Linked DNA regions of Mus musculus: region 1 is linked to region 2. The links are chromatin contacts, called in public Hi-C maps. All regions are on one chromosome and are shown on one strand. The core of a region is the stretch at or near the end of the contact, and the rest is flanking DNA. Distances in the headings are between cores, read along the strand shown. Region 1 holds the start of Disp1 (dispatched RND transporter family member 1). Region 2 has its middle 27 kb from the start of Tlr5.

Region 1 (4,972 bases), core at 254-2,753, 290 kb before region 2:
CCTCACCCTGGCTATGGAGTTGAGGACGCCCTGCAACCCCTGATGCTCTTGCCTCTTCCTCCTGAGTGTTACATTTCCACGCCTGCATCACCATGCCAGGTTTGTAGGATGCTGGATAGCAAGCCCAGGGCCTCATGCGAGTTGGTACATACCATGATCATTGAGCTAAAACGCCCAGTCTCAGGTTTTTCTTTTCTTTGTTAGCTAGGACAGTCACTCTGGGCAACCCCAGGATCCGCTGTTTTGTCTATTCTAATGGTGACTCCATTGACTCTGTTGTATGAAATTTGAAGCTAAAATATTTGGTATAAAGTTGTCTTAGTTAGGGTTCCATTGCTGTGAATAGACACTAGGACCAAGGCAAACATTTAATTGGGGCTGGCTTAGAGTTTCAGAGGTTCAGTCCATTATCGTCATGGCAGGAAACATGGCAGCAGCCAGGCAGACATGGTGCTGGTAAAGGAGCTGAGGGTTCTGCATTTTGCCTTTCTTCCATCCTGGGCAGAGCTTGAGCACTAGGAGTCCTCAAAGCCCACCCCTACAGTGACACATGTCCTCCAACAAGGCCACACCTTTTCTAACAATGACATATCTTCTAATAGTATCAATCCCTGTGGGCCATGCATTCAAACACGAATCTTTGGGGGGGCCAAATCTACAAACCACTACGAAAGTACAGCAACATCTGGTCTTGTCTATGTTTTTTTCTTGCCTTTGAGGTCTTGGACTTTAATTGACTGTACTTCTATGCAGTTGCCTGAACAAGACAGGCTCTTACTTTCTGGTATACTGCTATGCATGTCCTTGCCTACTTTAACTCTTATTTGTTCTTTAATTCAGTCTCAACTGAAATTGTTATTTATAGTCCGTCTTCTTGCTCAACTCTACACACCATACCATTCCCACAGCACTGCTGTGTTACAACAAATTGTGCTTCTTGTAGGGTTACAGCCTGTGCTCCAACACACCAGGTTCAGCCACCTATCCTCAGTAAGCCAATTAAAGGACCCAAATTAATAGTAAAAAGCAGAAAAAGAGAATTATTCAAAATTGCTACATTGTGAAGGATAAGGAGATACAAGAGTCCCCAGCCTTGACTTCAATGCCTCTTAGTTATCCTTAGAGTCCTGACATGAAAGTAGGTTTTAACAAAAAACAAGAGCTAAAGATAACTAGACAGTGTGTCAAGGTGTGGTTCTCCGTCTACCATTTTCTTGTTTCATGAGTGATGGAGAAAAGAAACAGTCTGAATGAATTAAATAAAACATAGTCCTTCGCGGTGTCTGATTAGCTACTGCTTTTGTTTAGCTCAACTTTCAACCAGAATGTGGGCTCAGAGGTCGGTCTCAGAGTCATCTAGTGGACACCTGGCCCAGCATTTGTAGACTGGCTAAGTGACAGCTAAGACGGAGACAGGAGATGCATGTGCCTCTGCACCCCAGCCCAGCTGCAGCGGCTTTGAGTAGCAGGAGGCCTGGGCCCATAGCCGGAGGCGGGACTTCCGGTCCCGCTGGCGACCGCGGCCCGCGCCAGGCGGAAGCGCGGCTCCGGGCCAGGATCCGCGAGCTCCGGCTGGAGCAGAGTTCGGAGCCTCAGTGTCCCGGACGCCCGTGGTCGGTGTGGATGCTTCTCGGCGCTGCGTCCCCGCGGTCCGGGGAGGCCGAGGAGGCACGCGGGAGTCGGCGCGGCGGGAGAGCAGGGATCTCGGGGTGAGGACGGCTGGCGGCGGAGGGTGGCTGCGAGGGGCTGAGGAGGCCGAGGTGACATCTTCCATGGGGGTGTGTCCGCGTCCCCAGGCTCGTAGGGAAGGTGGCCCGAGATGGCCTTGGGGGGCTTGCAGGGAGACGCTCCAGAGGCAGCTCTTTTCACCCTCGGGGTTAAAGATGAGAAGGACGTCTTGACCTAACTCATCTGCGAGATGAGCAGCCAAGGCTTGCATGCTCAGCATTGCTTTCTTTGCAATACATTGCTTTCTTTCTCTTAAGACTTCTCCCCTCTTCCAGTGGTCTTCGGAGGGGAATACCCAACATTCGTAGGGAAAACCTGAACTCTTACTCACTTAGCTCCCGTTCAGGCTTTGTCAGACTAATAGGACTTTAGGTCTTTGATTCAGACAAGCAAGCCCACTGAAGTTTTCATTTTAGACTCTTCTCTACCTTGCGGAGTTCAGGTTGTCCCACTTCCTTTGTCGTGGAGTGAGCTTGTAAGTATCTGGACAAAGCTTGCACCTTCATGTTTGCACTTTATGACTTACTGTTTGCTTCTCAATGGGGTGACACATTTTTAGATGTTAAATAGATTGGATTCTTGCCACACACTGAGCATAACTAGGCAAAGCCAGAGTACTGTCACTGATGGAGGCTGGTGTATACTGATTGCTTCAAGTGTTTCCCTTCCCAAGAGTTACAATCTTAATTTTATCCCCCGGTATTTGCCAGTACTGGTAACTTACATCTTACTTGGTGGTCTGACCTGAACTACTTGAAGAAACAAATACAAACATACAAACAAACCAGAAAGCACTGTGCATTTATCCATAACCCGGTATCTCACTGACTTACTTGAGATTTGTGCTGCAGTGAGACAAGTTATTATAAGAACGGTTTGTTGGGTGGCACAGCTGATGTAATGCAGGATGCACCTAACATAGTGCTTTAACATATTAATGAAGACATTGAAGGCAGTCTTCTGAAGTCATGGGGCTAACTGTTGGGTTGATTTCTTTTTGCATCTCTTCATTTCTTTTTTAAGTTGTTTGTTTTTATGTGTATGGGTGTTATTGCCTGCATGTATGTCTGGGCACCACATGTGGGCCTGTTGTTCTCAGAAACCAGAAGAGGGCATCACAGTGCCTGTCTCTAGAGTTGTGGGCTGCCTGCCATGTGGGTGCTAGGAAGCAAACTGAGGTCCTCTGGAAGAGCAGCCAGTGTTCATAACGGCTGAACCATCTCTCCAGGCCCTTTAATTTCGTTTTTTGAGGTAGACTTGTTGCTTATCTGATAAGGCTTGATTTTATCTAATCTTGATTTAAAACCTGTGAGCCCCCCCAGCCACTATTCCCTTCACTTTTATAAGAGAAAAAGCTCTTGAGAATACGTGAGCCTTTATAGTTCATGGGTGGTGGAAGTGTTCATCTGGAAAGGGAAGAATTGCTTGCCTTCTGAGGCAGGTTTCCAGCCGTAGAGCTGAGAGTCCTGTCCGAAGTCTGATTGCCTTGGATTTGGGAGATCAGTGGAATGCTTATTTGTTGCTGGAAATTATTGAATAATTGCTTAGCTTTCCCCTTTAGATAAATTCTTTGCATTCTGTATAATTTAGCTGTGTTTCATAGTCAGCTATGTTCGTGAGGACTTTTGGTTAGCTGCGGAGAGTTGCTAGTTGTTTGTGTGTATGGGCTCACACCTTCCTTTTATTTCTGCGGCATGATGTATGTCTGTTGAGGAAGAACTGCCCAGATCATGATCATGCAAACAGCCTTCATATGCATGCATTCACATTTGAGTAGTTACCAATTAGCGATGTGTCAACCAGTTGAGTTTGTTGGTTCCATGTCTTTTGGCTATTAGTTTTATTATTATCTAGTACTTTGTCAGCTACCTGCTTATCCTAGCTAGAGAGCCATTCCTGGCCACTTGATCCAGCCCAGAGGACTAGATGCTCCGGGGGAACACAGCTTTTTGGCCTAGGAGATAGCACAGCACACAACATGGCTGACACAGACTCCATCCTTCTCTTACGCTCAGCTTTTGTCCCCCCCTCTCTCACTGAACTAGTCTCTTTTTTTCATAGTGACCACAATGACTCAGGCCTCAGTGACTCAAAGGGCATTCAGAGCCTCCACACAGACGGCAGAGTCCCGTTAAGAAGGGTGCAGTCCATCATGCCGAGGCCAAGAGGAGAAGAACTGGAGGCATCCTGCGAGTATTTGTCATTGAGAAAGAGCTGATCATTTTTATAGGGAAATTTGTGTATAGTTTGCTAGTGGTGTATATTTTACACTTGGCATAAAATATACCAAGGTATCCACTTAAGAAGTGGACAGCATTCTATTCTATTACCAAATGTTCATTGCTATTGGGAGTTCCAGGTGTTACTGCAATTTAAGAGACATATCCTTTTCCTGTGTTGTTTGGTGAGCCAAAGAGCCCTCAGTTCGTATAGGAACTCTGCATTGGTTTTATTCCCTGTATTGGTATTACTAATTTTTTTAAAAAAAAGATTTATTTTGTTTATATGAGCACACTGTAGCTGTCTTCAGACACACCAGAAGAGGGCATCAGATCCCATTACAGATGGTTGTGAGCCACCACGTGGTTGGAGGGATTTGAACTCAGGACCTCTGGAAGAGCAGTCAGTGCTCTTACCCGCTGAGCTGTCTCTCCATCCCAGTATGACTGATGTTTAAGCTGACTACTTTTACACATATTTTTATCTCCTTATGGTAGGAAGGTTATCATTTTTCCTTGTTGTGGAATATTTTTGTATCTATTTTCTTACTCATTTGCAAATGATTATTTTTAGCTTGGTTTTCTGTGCTTATACTACGCCTTAAAGCTTGTGTTGAGTCAGGGCTAATTTGGGTCGATGCTAGTGATTAATCATTGATGATCATAGTGAGATAATAGCATTGTTAATGTGTTGGTATTGCATTCTTAGAAATAGCAATCTGAGCATTTCTTTAACATGTTGTGTCATAGTTGAACAGTTAGAAAGATGGAGATGTTTATCAACTGACTTTAAGAAGTACCCGTTTGGCTTTTGCTGTTTTAGTGTATCAGTTAGGGTTCCTCAGAAAAAAAGTGGACGAGTGCATCGCCAGTGTAGTATTAATTATTATATTTAAAGATTTATTTTAAGGGAGCTAGAGAAATGGCTCAGTGACTAGCAGCACTTTCTGTGTAGCTCTGAGGACCAGAGTTCTGATCCCAGCACCCATGTAATCCCAGCTCCAAGTGGGACAGAGGATTCCTAG
Region 2 (5,729 bases), core at 1,620-4,119:
AACTTCAGTTATTTTCTCAAAAGAACCTACAGTGCTAATAACATTATAAGAACTCAACTCAGAAGGTATTGAGTGAAGGGGGCTTGGGAGATGGTCCCTTGGGTACAGTGTTTTCTCTATGAGTGTAAGGACTTGAGAGTGGATCCCTAGCACCTATGTAAAGCGGCTAGGTATGCTCACGTATGTCTGTAACTCTAAGGCTGAGGCAGGAGAAGAGCTGAGGATGGGCAGAGCCCTAGAACTCACTGGCTAACCAGTTAAGCTGGTCAGTGGCTTCCAGGTTCAGTGAGAGAAAGAGATCCTGACTCAGAAGATATGGAGGAGAGTGATAGTGTTGGGGACTGCCAGGTTCCAGCCCATTGTGGTGGAAAGAGCACGAAGCAGTGTCATGAGAATTACTGGAGCATCATGGGACAGGAAGCAGATAGAACACTGCACTTAGCTAGCTGGCTTTCTTCCCATCCCATCTCCAGCCCATGGGATGATGCCACCCACATTTAGCAGAGATCTTTTCCTTTAGTAACCCTTTCAAGGAAGGCCTTTACAAATGCACTTAGAAGTGTGCTCTCTCAGTCCAATCAAACTGACAACCAAGAAGAAAGAGCATAAGGTACGCTCTATTGTAGCTAGTGTCTCAGGGAAGGAGAAGAACTTCAATTATCAGGTTCTGGAGTAAATACTTTGTTTCCTTGTTGCAAAATAAAGGCAATGTTTCTACATTATTGTTTCAAGTGCTTGACAAAACAAAACAAAATCAAAAGCAAAACAAAAACAAAAAGCACACACAAGTAACTTTGTTTGCTTCCTTCATTTTTGTTTTTCAGACCCAGTCTCCCCAAGTAGCTCAGCCTGGTCTGGAGTCTGAAGTAATCCTCCTGCCGCAAGCTTTCCGAGTGCTGACATTATAGGTATGAGGCATCATGGCTGCACTCCTAGAAACTCTTCTGCACGATTCACACCCTGTGAAGAAGCCTTGTACTCAGCCTTGTCTCTTTTCACTCAATGCCCAGGGTCAGTTGAAAGCAGTGCAATGAAGGAACCCAGCTTACACTGGGAAGGTGGAAGAAGCAGAAGATGGGGGAAGGGTTCAGTTTGTCCTCTTTTGGGGGAAATGTCAGCATATCTGTAGAGCACCTTGCTTAGTTCTGGCACTCGCTCACACACTCTGAGATAATTGTTTCCTTGCATGCCCTACAGGGCTGAGTTAATCCATGAAAGCCACCCCCCTCTTCTTCCTCCTCGTCCTCTTTTCTCTTCCTCTTTCCCTCATTTTATTCCATTTCTTTTTGTGTAACTCTGTGTTCATGGTTTGTGCAGCTGTGTGAGCCCACATACAGGTACAGAAGGCAAAGAAGGATCTAGAAGTCCTGTTCTATAACCCTCTGCTGTACTCCCTTGAGATGGGTTCTGTCATTGGACCTGAAGCTTATCAGCTTGGCTAGGCTGTCTTTGTCTGCCTCACTTCCCCCAGTGCTGGGCTCGTAGAGCCATGCCCAAGTGTAACATGGATGCCCAGGATTCAAAAGTGGGTCCTTGTGCTTGCGAAGCAAGAATTCTTATCTACAGAACCGTATTCTCAGCCTGAAAATAGCAGTGCTTCTTTTAAGAAGCACATATACTGTAGAAGTTTGCATCATCACAATCGATACTACAGCATCTCTTCCATTTACCATGGCACACAAATCAAGGAGAATTCTCAATAAAAGCTGTGCTCCTGACTTGGGAAAAAAAAAAAAAAAAAAGAAGCACATTTACACTCAGGGGACTTTGCAGTCCATCACGAGTTGACATGGTGGCCAGAGTCTAAAGGCAGATGTGTGCAGCTCTACTTAGTATTGAAAGAGGTGAAGCACTTTCTCTCTCTCTCTCTCTCTCTCTCTCTCTCCCTCTCTCTCTCTCTCTCACCCTCTCTCTCTCTCTCTCTTGCTCTCTCGCTCTCTCGCTCTCTTTCTCTCTTGCTGTCTCTCTCTCTTATGTGCATTGATTTACCTGCATGTATGTCCGTGTGAGGGAGTTAGATCCCCTGGAACTGTAATTACGGTCAGTTGTGCGGTGGGAGCTGGGAATTTAGCCCCCGTCTTCTGGAAGAGCAGCTAGCGTGCTCTTAACCACCAAGCCAGCTCTCCAGGTCCAGGTAGAGTGTTCTTTAAGCACTTATTTTAGTTAACATTACAAAACCAGCACCGAGGGCAGACTCAGGAAAGCAGATGCTGAAATGAAAAGTTGATTTATTGACAGTGCTTCCCTGAGAAAAGAGGAAGTGGGGAAAGTGAGGGCTGGAATAGGAAAGAGCAAGAGAGTGCCGAGCAAGAACGGCTTTAGACAGAGTGCCTCAACCCTATCAGTTCTACCTCGACAGCTTCCCAGACCAGAAGAGTAGAAGGAGAGACGTGTTAGAAAAAAGGGAGACCAAAGCCAGGGAAGGATGGGGAAAAGGGATCCTTAGGGATCCATGAGAAACCTGGCTGAGCGCTCATAAAGTCAACGCATGTGCAGTGACTTGGCAGTTCCGAGCGCTACAACAGGCAGCAGCTCGGTCAACCCAGGGGTCCCAGGGAGACTCAGCTCCATGTTTCTGATCACTGGTGCAAACCCTGACTCACACTACCCAGCACTCTTGTGAAACCCATCAAGGTGAGACTCCAGAAGAACTTAAGATTCACTCATTATTCCACTGATCATTACACAGTCAACATTGCAAATTGTCAGCTGAAGGAAAAGGAAACTAGAACCCTGGAATCGGTTGCAACTCTGCCATCTCTCTTTGTGGCAGTAAACTCGGTGTTTTTCTTGTGCTAGCATCTTGGTGAGCCACAGATGGATCTGCCTGGGAGACCACAGATGCATCACGGAGGAAGGAAAAGATGCGACATACCGACTCAGTCCTCAGCTTCCTGCTCATTTGCTGCTGTCGCAAAGCTCCCTCATTCACCACTGTGCAGAGCACACTTGCCCTTTCTGTTTGTGTTGCCACGTTCCCCTCAGTACAGCCAATGCCAGGGTTGACGAAAAGAACCTAGGAGATGACTCGGCCAGTGAGGGACCCTACCCCCACAATAAGGTAGAGAGCAATTGAGGAAGATAGCCAACATCAACCTCTGATCTGCACGTACACACACACCATGAAAAACAATAATAGAGAAAGTTGGGGAGAAGTGGCTTCTGGCTTTTTTTGTGCTGTGCCTTTAAAACAAAGAGCTATCTGTATCCGAGGCAACAGCTATGCCAGCTATGCCATCAGACTGCATACATTGTATCCATATATTAAAGAGATGCCCTGCACCTCATAAAATGTATGGCTATTATGTATCAACAGAAAATATCTATTTATAAACTATTCCAATGCAAGGTCCTGTCTCTTAAAGCTGATGTCTCCTCTGCTCCTGAGGATGGCTCGTGAGTGGGAAGGCCTGAAAGACACAGATGAGAAGACAGATTGCCATCCAGAGAGGAGTGAGGGGAGGCCACAGTGCTGACCCAGGCTGATGTTCTGGTATGCTACAGACCTAGGTTCAAAGCCAAGCAGTGCTGTTCATCTGGTGTCACTTTGGCAAGTCATTTCTTTTCTGTCGGCCTCAGCTCCTTTATCTTGCTGTAAGATGAGGGTTCATAATGCCCACTTGTGTTATCAAAGCATAAGCATTTTATTATATTTATTTATTATATTTTATGGTGGAGTGCTTATCAGAGTGGCTGGCAAGAGCTCGGTAAGTAGGGACGAGCTGAGAAAAACATCCACTTCATGGTGTGTGTGGCTTGCACAGGACAAAATGCTGTTGCCCCCTCATCGTCTGTAGTTACAAGCAATCCTTTTACCACCACCACACATTGAGAGTCCCTCTTTCTGTGGTTTCCTGCGGAATAATTGGTCTGTGTTCCTATTGTGTTTGAGATCCACCCATGTTGTTCCATGATAATAGCTTTATTCCAAACAGCCGCTATTGCCCACACTCCAAATGTCTGTCAGCAGGTAGGTAGTAAAAACTTAACCAAAAAGAGAAGTCTGGTCTTCACCCTTGGCTACTCAGAGTTGATCCCTAGGCTGTTGAAATGTAGCTTGGCAGCTTTGGCCAGCAAGCATCCCAACTACAGTTATTGTTATTTTTTAAGAAATAAAACAGGGTCTCATGTAGACCGGGCTGGCTGTAAACTCCCTATATATTTGAGAATGACCTTGAACTTCGAAGCTTTCTGTTTCTACCTGCCAAATGTTTAGATTATAGTTATAATTCCCCATGCATGTATTATTTTAGGATCAAAGCCAGGGATGTGCCAATGCTAGACAAGTACTCTGCCCAGCCCGGACTATGATTTATGATGGGCCGTCTGGGAGGAGCTTGTGAGTCACATCGACAGTCACATGGACACTACAACATCGAATATGAGACTCAGGTAGACTTCTTTGTTTGTTTGTTTGTTTGTTTTTGTTTTTGTTTTTGCTTTTTCAAGACTAGGTTTCTCTGCATAGCTCTGGCTGTCCTGGAACTCACTCTGTAGACCAGGCTGGCCTCAAACTCAGAAATCCGCGTGCCTCTGCCTCCCGAGTGCTGGGATTAAAGGCGTGTGCCACCACACCCGGCTCGGGTAGACTTCTTGAGCCCCAGTATCTCATGCACATGAGGAACACAGGCGACGTGAGAAACTCAATCTGTAAGCTGACTTAACATCTGGAGCCCACTTGTCCCCGGGTTGGACTCTGGTTCATAGAAATACCACAAAAAATTCCAGGAAGAAACTGCCCTGGGCCCAACCCAATCAGTGAATAGAAGGAAAGTAACACCCCCCCCCCCCAAATCACAGAGGTTATAGATAAATGGATCAAGTTGGCTGAAGTCATCCCTGACCAATCCCTACATGCCAAGATACCCCTTGCCATAAGGCAACTGCTAGGCTAGAGACTTCTATTTCCTGCTCAAACTATAATTAAGACTCAGGGCTCTCGGCACGAATCTGCTGTGTCTGAGGAACCTGAGGGTCCAAGCTTAAGCTTGAGTAAAGGCTCTTTGCTTTTGCATACAGATTCAGACTCCTGGTGGTCTTTGGGGACCCTGATATCTGAGCACAAGACATAGTGCTATACATTGATGCTGGGAGAGCAACAGGTCTCTGAAGGCAATGTGTCTCTGAGAACAAGGGAGAATTTTGCTCTCTGCAGTAAAAGCTTTGGCCAGTTCTGATTCTTATCCATTCATAGTGTGCCTTCAGTTGTTGAGTATGGGGATCGCCTGAATCCTACAAGCCTGAAAGCGATTGCGGAGACCCTTCACTCTGTCTACAGCTAGCTGATAACAAACGAAGATATCCTGGATCTGCTTCAGTTTGCCCTCGGCATCTGGATTGAGAGCAGGCTTGTGGGGTCTTCTCCTCTAGACTTTGTTCTCTTGTTAGATTCCTTGCAAAGGAATGGGCAAATGTTGGTGTATACAGAAGAGGTTAGCCGAGAGATTTAAAGTGAAATGAGGCACTGACATGCGTGGGTACCTCAGAAGCACTGAGCTGCAGGACAGTGGTTCTCCAGGCTCTGATTCAGCAACACACGACGCAGTGACTTGTGGACTTACTGTGTGGAATTTCCATGCCTGTAAATGAAGATAGCATCAGAATTAGAACTTAGTGCCCTGGGGGCGGGGGGATAGAAGTGTAGGAAGGGAAGATGTTTCCAGACATAAAGTACCTTGGAAAGACAAACATGATAGGTCCTTTAGCACTGAGGGGCTGGAAGATGTAGC

Evidence for each region. A called contact is a pair of places that touch in the nucleus more often than the background predicts.
Region 1: a Hi-C map of the HPC-7 cell line shows a contact between it and region 2, with 2.2 times the contacts expected there. The contact joins the promoter of Disp1 here to the enhancer-like site in region 2. A contact is called at or near these places in 2 of 484 Hi-C or Micro-C datasets (the HPC-7 cell line and muscle stem cells) and 3 of 115 datasets of contacts at active chromatin or transcription factors (bone marrow-derived macrophages, embryonic stem cells and stem cell-derived neural progenitor cells).

The regions. Positions count from the first base shown.
Region 1 is chr1:183,218,060-183,223,031 of GRCm38.p6, reverse strand. It overlaps Disp1 (dispatched RND transporter family member 1), which reads left to right and starts at 1,503. Exons shown (of 10, transcript NM_026866.3): 1 at 1,503-1,709.
Region 2 is chr1:182,925,246-182,930,974 of GRCm38.p6, reverse strand. No RefSeq gene overlaps it. Among named protein-coding and RNA genes, the nearest start is that of Tlr5, 27 kb to the left of the region's middle. Within about 2 kb of position 2,869, at least 67 of the 459 cell types and tissues checked have an H3K27ac peak or open chromatin away from gene starts, as enhancers often do. A contact at or near this core is called in the HPC-7 cell line and bone marrow-derived macrophages, where this site is marked.